Linked DNA regions of Oryctolagus cuniculus: region 2 is linked to region 1. A link is a contact called in public Micro-C data. All regions are on one chromosome and are shown on one strand. The core of a region is the stretch at or near the end of the contact, and the rest is flanking DNA. Distances in the headings are between cores, read along the strand shown.

Region 1 (5,268 bases), core at 1,475-3,974:
CCTCTGTCAGGAGCCTCTGCTGGTTATGGCTACAAGTGAGGAGTTTTGCAGCTGGCCAGTCATTATGGCTCCCCAGGGGTCAGCAAGAAAAGGTCATTCCTTGCAAAAGCCCTCAGCTTCCCTAGTTGGCATGCAAGTTTTCTAACCCTTGGAGCAGGGCTTGTGTTAGCAGTGGGTTTCTATCATCTGAGAATCAGCACCAACACCACCAAGGCAATTGTGATTAGGCTAAGCCCTCACTACAGGGAAATAAAACTTAAGAAGCGTAGGTTGAAACAACTAAGTAAATAAACGTCAAGGTCTGCTGAGCCCAGGCGCACAAGATCTTGAGGCCAGGTAATCCCAGCGCTTCCCAAGGCGCGGCCCCACGATCCTTGCCTTTAATACTTCTGTGCTACGGACACCTGCAGCAGACCTGTTTTCCAAGCTCTGGTTAAATTCCCTGTGAACCTCATTAGCGTGACTTGCCCACCCTCTACCAACACTTTGCAAATGGATTAATGGGAATCTCACCTGCACCCTTGAAAGGAAGGAGATGACAACAACCCGTGGAAATATCCAGTAGCATAGCAGAAAAAGCCAAGAAACGCAATCAAACAGCCCCCAAATTAGAACTGAAGCATAGGTGCCTACAGGCTGCTGCTTTTTATGAGAAAAAAAATTGCTCAAGAAAGTTAAATACTTGTTCTGATAAAAGCTTCAAAAATAATTGTTGTGATATGCTTTTAATGATTTAATTGTGTTTTCAAATTTGCAAGTTAGAGAATCAGGCAAAAGTGAAATAATTATACAAATGTCATCAGATAGAAAATACATTCTCTAAAAATATGGAAAACCAAATTCTTGGACTCTTTAAAAAAATAATAAAAACCGATCTTAAGTAGCCTTAAGGTGATTCTTGAGGCACTTGTGGGTAAAAACCAGAGAGGAAAAAAGTTCAATGACCTTGCAAATTACGGACCAAGAAACTGTAATAGTGTGATTGCACAGCTTCGGTGGAACTGCAGGAAAACACTAGTCCGGAAATTGCTTTTTTGGAAAATTACTATGAGGTAGGGGGGAAAGGGGGGGGGGGACTGGGAGGGGAGGCTGCACTAGTTAAGACAGGGAGCAAAACCGATGCAAAATGCAACCTCCTCTGCCCCAACTGTCAAGCAAACAACTTCGGAGCATCTTTAGATAAAAAGAAAAGCAGTCATTTGCAGGGCGTTCGCTGAAGGTTCGCGAGTTGGATGAATGGGGCAGACTTGTTATACACCTAGTGGTGGGTGGATTTCACCAGGCTGCAGCCTCCTCGCAGCTTTTCTCTGCTGCACTGCAGAGGCGCCATCTTCTCCGTCTTAATCTTCACTCAATTCAATCCTTTTATCTGCACCCTAAAAAAAGAGACCCTGCGGACCTCCCCAGCATCCTGCGCCCCCGGGGGGACTCAACCAGAGTCCCCAGAGCTGCCAGGCGGGAGGCCGCGCCTTAATCAGACAAACGCCTCCTTTGATGCCCAGGAGGGGAGAGCCCGTGCCTCCCCATCACCCGCCACTGCCCTTTGCCAGACGCACAGCCCGCTCTCCGCGCACTCCTCCCCCAAGGACTCTGCAGCCCAGCACGGAACACACACGCCCGGGAGGCGATTCGGGGCTGGGAAGCCGAGAGGCCCCAGGGCTCGCCCGGAGAAGCCCCAGCCCCCTCCCGGGCGGACACGCAGCGCCGGGAGCCTCCGTGGCGCACGGAGACCCCCGCGGCTCAGCCACCGCGCCCCGGCCCGCCAGGGCGGAGTGCGGCGGCTTTTGTTCCCGGGACCCTTCCTCTCCCTTTTTGGGGAAGCAGCCGAAGGGGCGAGCGAACGCCCGGGACGCCCAGGCTTCGGGCTGGCTCTGGGTCTCCGACCCCTCCCATCTCTCGCAACTTAACACAAAAGGGAGACGCAGAAATGCTCAAAGTTTGCCTGCGGAAGGCGGTGCGCGACCCCGACGCCGGCCCCGGCCAGGGGGGCCGCCGCCGGCAGCCGGCAAGGGGAATGAGGAGATTTGGGCAAGGAAGGGAGTGGGGGGCGGGAAAGGAAGGTGAAACGGGGCGGAGGAGGCAGAGAGAAGCGAGGGGGGCCCCCGGTTTCCCAAGCGGTCCCGGGGCCTCAGAGAAAGCCAAGGGCACGGATTTCAGACCCCGGATCCGGGGACGCTGCGTTTTCGGCTTTTCCCCCACGTGCTCCCTTCCCCTTCCCCCATCTGGACGCCTCTCGCCTTTCCCAGCCCCCGCTCGCGAGGTAAGGACTGAGTCGGGGTCCAGCATTAGCGTCGACCCTTCCCCTTCTCGCCCGTGAACAGGGGTGCCCGGTCGCCCAGCCGACCCCTCGCCTCCGAGGGCTGGAGCGCGCGTCCCCAGGGCAGGGCTGGGCCGAGGGCGGGATGCGCAGGGCACCAGCGAGCGGAGGTGGAGGGCAGCGGGGTCCCCGCGACCACCCCAGACTTCTCCGTATTAGAGACTGGGGGGGGGTAATGTCCCCCCGCCACACACACACACCCAACCCCCTTCCGAGGCGCGGCACCCACCTCCAGCGCCCGAGCCGTCCAGGCGGCCAGCAGGAGCAGTGCCAAACCGGGCAGCATCGCGACCCTGCGCGGGGCACCGAGTGCGCTGCTCTGCGAGTGGGATCCGCCGCGCCCTTGCTCTGCCCGCGCCGCCGCCGCCGCCGTCTCCAGGGGTCCCGCACCAGCGCTGCTCCGTGTGCTCTCGCCTACCGCCGCTGAGGAAACTGACGAAGCCGGAGTGCGGCGGCAGGGCTCGCAGCCCGGAGAGTCAGCTGATCCGGCCCGCCCCGCTCGGCACCCGAGAGAGACCCCTAGCGGAGCCGCCGGGGAGCTGCGCCCGCTCACGCCCGCAGGGGCCCGCGCCCCCGGCGCCCACAGGTGCAGCGCTGTGGGCGCCGCGCCAGCGCCCCGCGCTCCTCCCTCGCCGGCCGGCGCCCACCTGGGAACAGTGGGAGGGAGAGTCCTGGGCCAGGAGAGGGACGGTGCGCAATCGGGGGAAGGTGAGTCCTAGGACGTCTGGGCTCCAGAAAAGTCGGGAGCGCTCCCTGCTCGCTCCCGAGAGCTTGAATCAGCCGACCCCGCAGGCCTCCCGGGGACGTCGTATAAAGGGCTGCTGCTGGGCTGCGTCTTGATCCGCATTTCGGTTTTTGTACCGACTTGGAGAGGTGGGGCAGGCGTTTCTGGGAGAGAATGGGAGCAGGAGAGGCTTCAAGGCACTAGGATGTCTTTGCTTGTTCAGAGAGCAAAAGCCTCATTTTTTTTTTTTTTTCATGTCAAAAGCAGCCGGCAGCAACCTGGAATGTCTATCTTTAGATTGAACCAAAGGAGAAAAAGCTGTGGACCTAGGCAAGAATCGGGCGACCCATTTACTTCTTCCTGAAAGACGGGGTTTTGTGTTATTTTTTTTTCTTTTTGCATTTATGTTCGTTTTACCTTCTTTTCTTTTCTTTTCTTTTCTTTTTTTTTTTTTTTTTTTCCGAGAAAGGGACTGTCAGTGACCTCGCCTTCGGTCCTTGTTCTCCCTGTGTCTGCTCAGAGTTAACAGAAGTGAACCTTCCGCAAAGCCACTGCTCCTTGATTACATACAAACAGGCCAGTGCGCAGGGTCCAGCTAGTCTAGAATGATCTGGAACCTCCCAGATGTGTCCCCTGCTCCTGAGCTGAAGTAGCGCGTGTCACCGAGGCTACAAGTCCGCAGGGGCTGGCGGGTGGGAGGCGGTGAAGCCGGGGAGGACTCTGGCCCTTCCCACGAGCTGCACTGCAGCCTGTGGTTCCTGTCACCTGTTTGGTGCACTGCTGGACAGTGTCCAGCCAAGGGGGCTGCAGACTTTCTTCCTGAGGAGTGGGCATTTATCTCCCAGCTCCCTTCCATGTCATCTTCTCTCTTCCCCTGCCCCAGGTGTTCAGTCCTGACTCACTGTCCTTTGTCCTCAGCAAATGGTCACAAATGCTTGTTTCCATGCAATATGGGTTTACGTGCTTCATGCCGTTTCCCACCTGCAAAAGTGAGGCAGGCCCCTTACTGGCATTCCTGTTTGTAAGTCAGGAAACTGAAGCTATTGAACCCCTCCCACATCTGACAGCAAGTGAATGACAGGAGGAGAGGCAGCAAGGAACAGGCTACAGGAAGAACCCAGCTTGGACTCTCCATAGCCCGCTGCTTCCCGTACGCATTTACCTACAACCAAGATTTCCAATCTGTCTCAGGCTTCTTTGAGGAAAAAAAAAAAAAGCCCCAAGAGAAGACCCCTGGAAGGTGCAGCAACAGCTATACATTTTGCAGGGTTTGGTGCAAAATGAAAATATGGGCTCTTTGTTCCAAAATTAGGAACCCTAGGATGGCAACAGCAGACGCGCCACGTGTGGGCTGCTGCTGGGTGCAGGGCCTGTGAGACCACACAGGTTGCACATCCATAAATCCGGGCCTGAGAGGGAGGAAGTAGCTTTCAAGAATAACAGATGCTGCTGGAGCATGAAATTCAAACACACAGAGATGAGGTTATAATCTATAAAAATTGGAGTTCTTCGATGTCGCGGTTTCCAGTGCTGGAATTCACCACACTCACACATTGCCTGGTCGAGATGTTCCCTACGGGACGATGCCTCGCTGCTGACCTTGTTAGAACGCTGGGTGTTCTCCATGTGTTGTCCTGAGATCCCAAGCTTTTTACATTTCTCTTCTGCATTTAATGGCCATTGCCTGCCCTGAGGATCTTCCAGAATCCTTTAGCCAGAGCTACAGGCCCAGCGCTAGCCAGAGCCCTAGGAAGCCGGGGAAGGGGCCAAGCATCAGCTTGATCCCCACGTCATCATCATCCCCAGCCTTGGCTCTTGCATTCCTCCATGTGGGAGACATTCACTAGCTCCTCAGTCAGCACATTCTTAGAACAGTCTGGTTACTAGAAAATTCTTCACCCATTGAAAGCCTACATCTCTTTCTTTGAAACTCCCACTCAGATATTCTCGCTGCATCCCCGGTGACCAGGCAGGGCAATTCTTCCCCACACTGCAGATCGTCACAGATTTGCCAGGAGTTCTCATGCTGCTTTTGCCTCCGGAATCCTCTCCTTACAAGATGGAACAGGCACTTCCTTCAGTAGTTGCATCAGCAGCGTAGCTTCTGGTTCCTTCCCCGCCCTGTGTTCTGGTATGTCTACGTGCAATACTTCAAGCATACTCCAACCACTGCAGTGTGGAATAGTCTGTCTAGTGCTGCTTCAGTCTGCAGCCTAACATTCCAGGT
Region 2 (5,268 bases), core at 1,026-3,525, 180 kb before region 1:
CAACTCGGAATGGAGGTATTATTGAGTATTTTAAATTTGTTTCCCATGGTTTTAACCATTTTCTCTTCTTTACTGATAGAGTGTGAATGAGAGCAATTTAAAAACAGAAAATAAAACAGCAACATTTTGCCATAGTAAAATCTGGCAAAATAACATGATTAAGCAAACCATACTTTACAATTTAAGTAAAAGAAAAACATATAAACATAGGGAGTGGGCATTTAGCCTACTGAGTAAGATGCCAGTTTGAGTGCCTGCATCTCATTTCAGAAGGCCCAAGTTCAATTCCTGATACTGGCTCCTGACTCCAGCCTCCTGTCAGGGCAGATCCTGGGAGACATTAGGGATGCTTCATGTAACTGCCAACTATGTGGGAGACCAGGGTTGAGTTCCTAGTGCGTGGCTTAAGTCCTCTCCAGTCCTGACCATTGCAGGCAACTGGGAAGTGCAACAGCAGGTGGAAGCTCTGTCTCTTAAATAAATTAAACAAAAATACAGTATTCACTGATAAATACAGCCTTCTGCCTGCAACATTTTTAACCAATAGCATGGCACCCCCTTCCATAAACTGGACTCATAAATTTACTAAGTAGAAAAAAGTTTTTCTAGTTCTTCAGGTTTGCAAATTTTATCATTTCCTTCAGTTCTTATGATTTGTAAACATCATCTAATGTATAATGCAAAGGGGATAAAACAGCAATCTGAATCACTATAATCTCATTGGACTGAACTGAGGTGTAGCTTTGCAATATTAAGAAAAGAATAATAAAGAAATAAGTATGCAAGGTATGTTTAGCTTTAACAGGATTAAGAATATTTCAAGTATTAAACTTTCTTTTCAGGCACACAGAAGCAATACAAATAGTATATTACCAATTAATTCCACTTAATTAAGAAGTATTTCTGCATTAATTTCATGCGCCGACTAGTCTGAGCTACAGGGTGTCTGATGAAAACCGTAATTTCTAAGTGTATTGTGATGGTGCTTCAGGATGAGGGCAGCATTTGATTTGGGTGGACTCAGCAGTTTGTCCTCCCCAGACTGCCTGGGCATCATCCAATTCATTGAGGGCCTGAACAGAACAAAAAGGCAGCGGGATTTGCCCCTATGTCCTGCCTGTAGACTAAGCTGGGACACTGGTGTTCTCCTCTTTGACTGGGACCTACGGCATCCACTCCCCAGGTTCCTGGGTCTTTGGAGCTGGACTGAATTATGTCTCCACTTTTCCTGGATCTCCCCTTGTAGACAATAGACCATGGGGCTTAGCAGCCTCCATAATCACCATATGGGCTAATTCCTCATAATTCTCTCTCTCTCTCCAAATTTCTCTTCAAGTAAATCTTTGTTAGGGGTCTCAGATTTGACTTGAGGAATTTCAGAGACACTGTTTCTCTTTTCACTTTCTATTCAAACTTTGTAGATTTTCACACTAAGCCTCTACCTCCATTGGTATGAGTGAGTGACACTGTTCTAAATTCATGGTAACCAGGAAACCAGCTCACTGTCCAGTCAAGGAGAGAAGAATGGCAGCAAGCACTGATATTCTACACTGAACTTAGTGTTCTATTATCACTGCCCTGCAGAAGGTGAGGAGGAAGGGGAGAAGATTTTTAAGGAGGAGTCAGTCCAGAGAGTCAGCTTCTATTTCTCTACTATTTTGGGATGAAGTCCAGGTACATGGTAGCATAGATTGTGGCAGCAGTAGAAAATCCTGTGTCCTATGTCCCTATCCTATAAAGGCATTTCCTTTTGGGAAGGGAGTGGCTCATAGAATGTCAGGAAATGTCTCAGGGCAGAAAAGGAACAGGAAGTTGTTCATTGCAGGTCACTCAAACAGCACAGGCCATGGTAAACACTTAGCAGTGGGACAAACCGGCTTTAACTTTGTTTTTTTTTTTTTTTTTTGGACAGGCAGAGTGGACAGTGAGAGAGAGAGACAGAGAGAAAGGTCTTCCTTTTGCCGTTGGTTCACCCTCCAATGGCCGCCGCGGCCGGCGCGCTGCGGCCGGTGCACCGCGCTGATCCGATGGCAGGAGCCAGGAGCCAGGTGCTTTTCCTGGTCTCCCATGGGGTGCAGGGCCCAAGCACCTGGGCCATCCTCCACTGCACTCCCTGGCCACAGCAGAGGGCTGGCCTGGAAGAAGGGCAACCGGGACAGAATCCGGCGCCCCGACCGGGACTAGAACCTGGTGTGCCGGCGCCGCTAGGCGGAGGATTAGCCTAGTGAGCCGCGGCGCCGGCCCTTAACTTTGTTTTTTAAACTCCCTCCAAGCAGCTCATCCTGTTCAGAGATCTCTGAGGTGCCTTAGAAGCCATACTACAGCCCCAGGTTTCCAAGCTAACCAAATGGTAGCAACAGCCACTGTTCACTGGTGTGCAATGAGCTAGGCATGTTCCTCGTGCTCTTACACGTGGGGAAAAATTACCCTGTTTCCTTATGGAGGGAAAATAATATCATTTAACACACAAACACACACAAATAGAGTCTGAATTCAGCTATAGGAGAATCATAAAAAAGGCTAAGTCTTACAGCATTAAAGGGCAAATCCATCCACATGTCCCAGGTAATGGAGAGGGATTCTGCTGCATTGTTTTATTTATGAACAACATGACTTGGCCAAAAATACTTTGTTGTATCTCTTGGCCTGTTTCCTATCAAACAGCTGTTCATGCCCTGGATGCTGTCTGGTGTGTGACCTCTACCAGAGGCACTGCTATAAAACAGGAGCCAGGCAAAGGAGCCTATAGCACTGGAATATGGATGATGTCTTAGCGCCAGGCCCCTACTCAAATGTGCTCACTCAAGACTTTGGCAATCCAGCTGGCCAGGGGTGTTCTCCTTTCTCCAGAAAAACAGAGTGAGTATGCAGGGTCCAACAAACAACATTAGCTCTGGATTTTGATCTCCAGGGGCTTAATCACTAGCAGCTCTCCAGCATCACATGTGTGGACTCCTAACTTGTTCAATGACCTTACCATTCATCTTCTCATTTTAGTCCCAAAAGCCTTATAGGACATGGTAGGATAAATAGGGCTCTACCTTCCTTCCTGAATAGTAGTGACAATGGGAACCTATACACGCAAATGAAAAAAATGCAACAGAGAAGCAGATCTAATTCAGAGCACACTGCTACCTCCAGTGAATATTCTGCTTCCCTACTTCGGGAGCACTCCGCCTGACCAGCCCCTCCTAGATACACCCTGTGATTTTTCTGTGCAATCCTCGAAGGTCAGAGGAATCTGAGAAGCTGCAGGGCCACTGTGCTTGCTTATCCCTCCCTTCCTTCCTCTACCTCGCCAATATTACAGCCCCTACCGGATGGTAAGCATGGGGAGAAAGTCACCACCATGATAAAAATTAAAAAAAAAAAAAATAGACAAAAAGCTATAATGTTGGTGCATGATTTGTATTACGGAGAAAAAGAGGGAACAAAAGTTAGGGCAGGGTTAAGAAGGTTCAGGAGTGTTGGGAGTGCAAGGAGGGTGTAGACCAAGCAGTAAGTAGGTGGCAGGCCCGGTCTGAACTGTGAAGGTGACATTGAGACACTTCCCAGTTAGCTGCTGCTGAAAGAACATGACAGGAAGCAGCAGAAACTCACACACAGGCCCTAAGAAGGGAGAGTGCCTGGCAAGTTCCAGGATAGACAAGGAGGACAATGTGGCCAGAGGCAAAGAGCACAGATCCTGCAGGGCGCGTGAAGCCACAAGGTCTCTCAAGAGCCAGGGTCAATGTGGAGTGTTTGCAGGGGTGGAGAGGAGGGAAGGCAGGCGGGGTGGAATAAGGGATATTCACTAACGTTCTCACGGGAGGTCCCCATCTACCCCACATGCCTGAGCAGATCACCGCCTGGCTCCTTCCTCTCACAGCAGAACGCTATCCCCCAAACCCGAGGCATTGACTGCACGGGGAGAACTGCTTTCCCATGCACGCCAAGGCTCAGCTCAGTTGTAGCCGCGCTCTGGTGCTTGTCACAACGCATCCACTTCACACCGTCTTCCCTACTCACCCGCCCCTATTTTCAGGGTAGGAAGGAGAGCACTTTAATTCCAGTTTATTAATGAACCCCAGGCAGCATTCAATGTTCCTGTCCCCAAATATGGCTTCATCACTGGAGACACAAAGCTTGCAAAATGCTTCCCTTGAGAAAATGTTCTCATTGGAAGGGAAGAGACTTCCCAACAGGGGAAATCTGCTAGCTTCTTCAGGCTATGGTAGAAACCCGACTCCTTGCCCACCTGGAGGACTTCACCGGCGGTAAACCATCAAATGAACTGTCCATGCACCAGCTTCTCTCATTTTGGTTCTGATTTTGTAATCACTGCAAAGTAAAATCAGTCCCAGGACCCCTGAGGATACCAAAATTCACAGACATTCATGTCCTGTATATAAAACGATCGCAGTGTTAGTACAGAACCTCCATGCATCCTCCTGTAGACTTAAATCATCTCTAGATTACTCCAGTTATACTGGTCAGGGAATAATGACAAGAAAAAAAGTCTGTACATGCTTGGTACCGACCTACTTTATCTGCCTGAATGTTTCTGATCCTCAGTGGCTGAATTTATGGCTGTGGACACCACAGCATGGAGGGCCAGCTGCACTCTGCTCACACTCATAGTAAAGGTAGCAAGAATGTGAGGTCAAGATCAAAGGCGAGAACGACTGCCCCCATCACATGGCTATTCACTTGTTTCCTCGATCTCAAGACTGATACACTATTTTATTGTCATGAGCTCCGGATGCAAAAATAAAATAACATAAAATAACATAACATAACATAACATAAAATAACATAAAATAACATAAAATAAATAACATAACATAACATAACATAAAATAAAATAAAATATCACCTTCACCTTGAAATAGTAATGACCATGAGAACCTCAGATAGGCCACAATGCTGTCTCCCTAAAGACAGACACATGAATGGCATTTGGCTGATATGCTAATGTTAGATGGTAACCAAAAAATGTGGTGAGTATTCTTTCCTCGGCAGAAAGGCAATTTATCTCTCTGGTGTTGTCAACAGAAGATGAAAGTAAATTAAGATCTATGAAAGTCACTGAATTATTGAAAATGCTATTAGATACAGAACTAGCTCTGCTGTCCCTTGAAATGACTGCTATTTATGAGAGTTGACACTGAGGATAATTTGTAAATGGATGACATATAAGCCTGTAAAGAAGGATTTCACATTAAAAATTTCACCTCAAAAATGGTAGAGCTTTCTAGATGACCACTCCAATTTAAAAAGAAAATTAAA

The links. A called contact is a pair of places that touch in the nucleus more often than the background predicts.
Region 2: a contact with region 1 is called in a Micro-C map of ear pinna, with 3 times the contacts expected there. The contact joins the enhancer-like site here to the promoter of APP in region 1. A contact is called at or near these places in 2 of 6 Hi-C or Micro-C datasets (ear pinna and an unstated tissue).

What each region holds. Positions count from the first base shown.
Region 1 is chr4:19,688,228-19,693,495 of mOryCun1.1, reverse strand. It overlaps APP (amyloid beta precursor protein), which reads right to left and starts at 2,724. Exons shown (of 18, transcript NM_001195669.1): 1 at 2,547-2,724. The coding sequence starts at 2,603.
Region 2 is chr4:19,864,383-19,869,650 of mOryCun1.1, reverse strand. All of the region lies in intron 8 of APP (amyloid beta precursor protein), which reads right to left. Among named protein-coding and RNA genes, the nearest start is that of APP, 180 kb to the right of the region's middle. Within about 2 kb of position 2,275, at least 1 of the 8 cell types and tissues checked has an H3K27ac peak or open chromatin away from gene starts, as enhancers often do.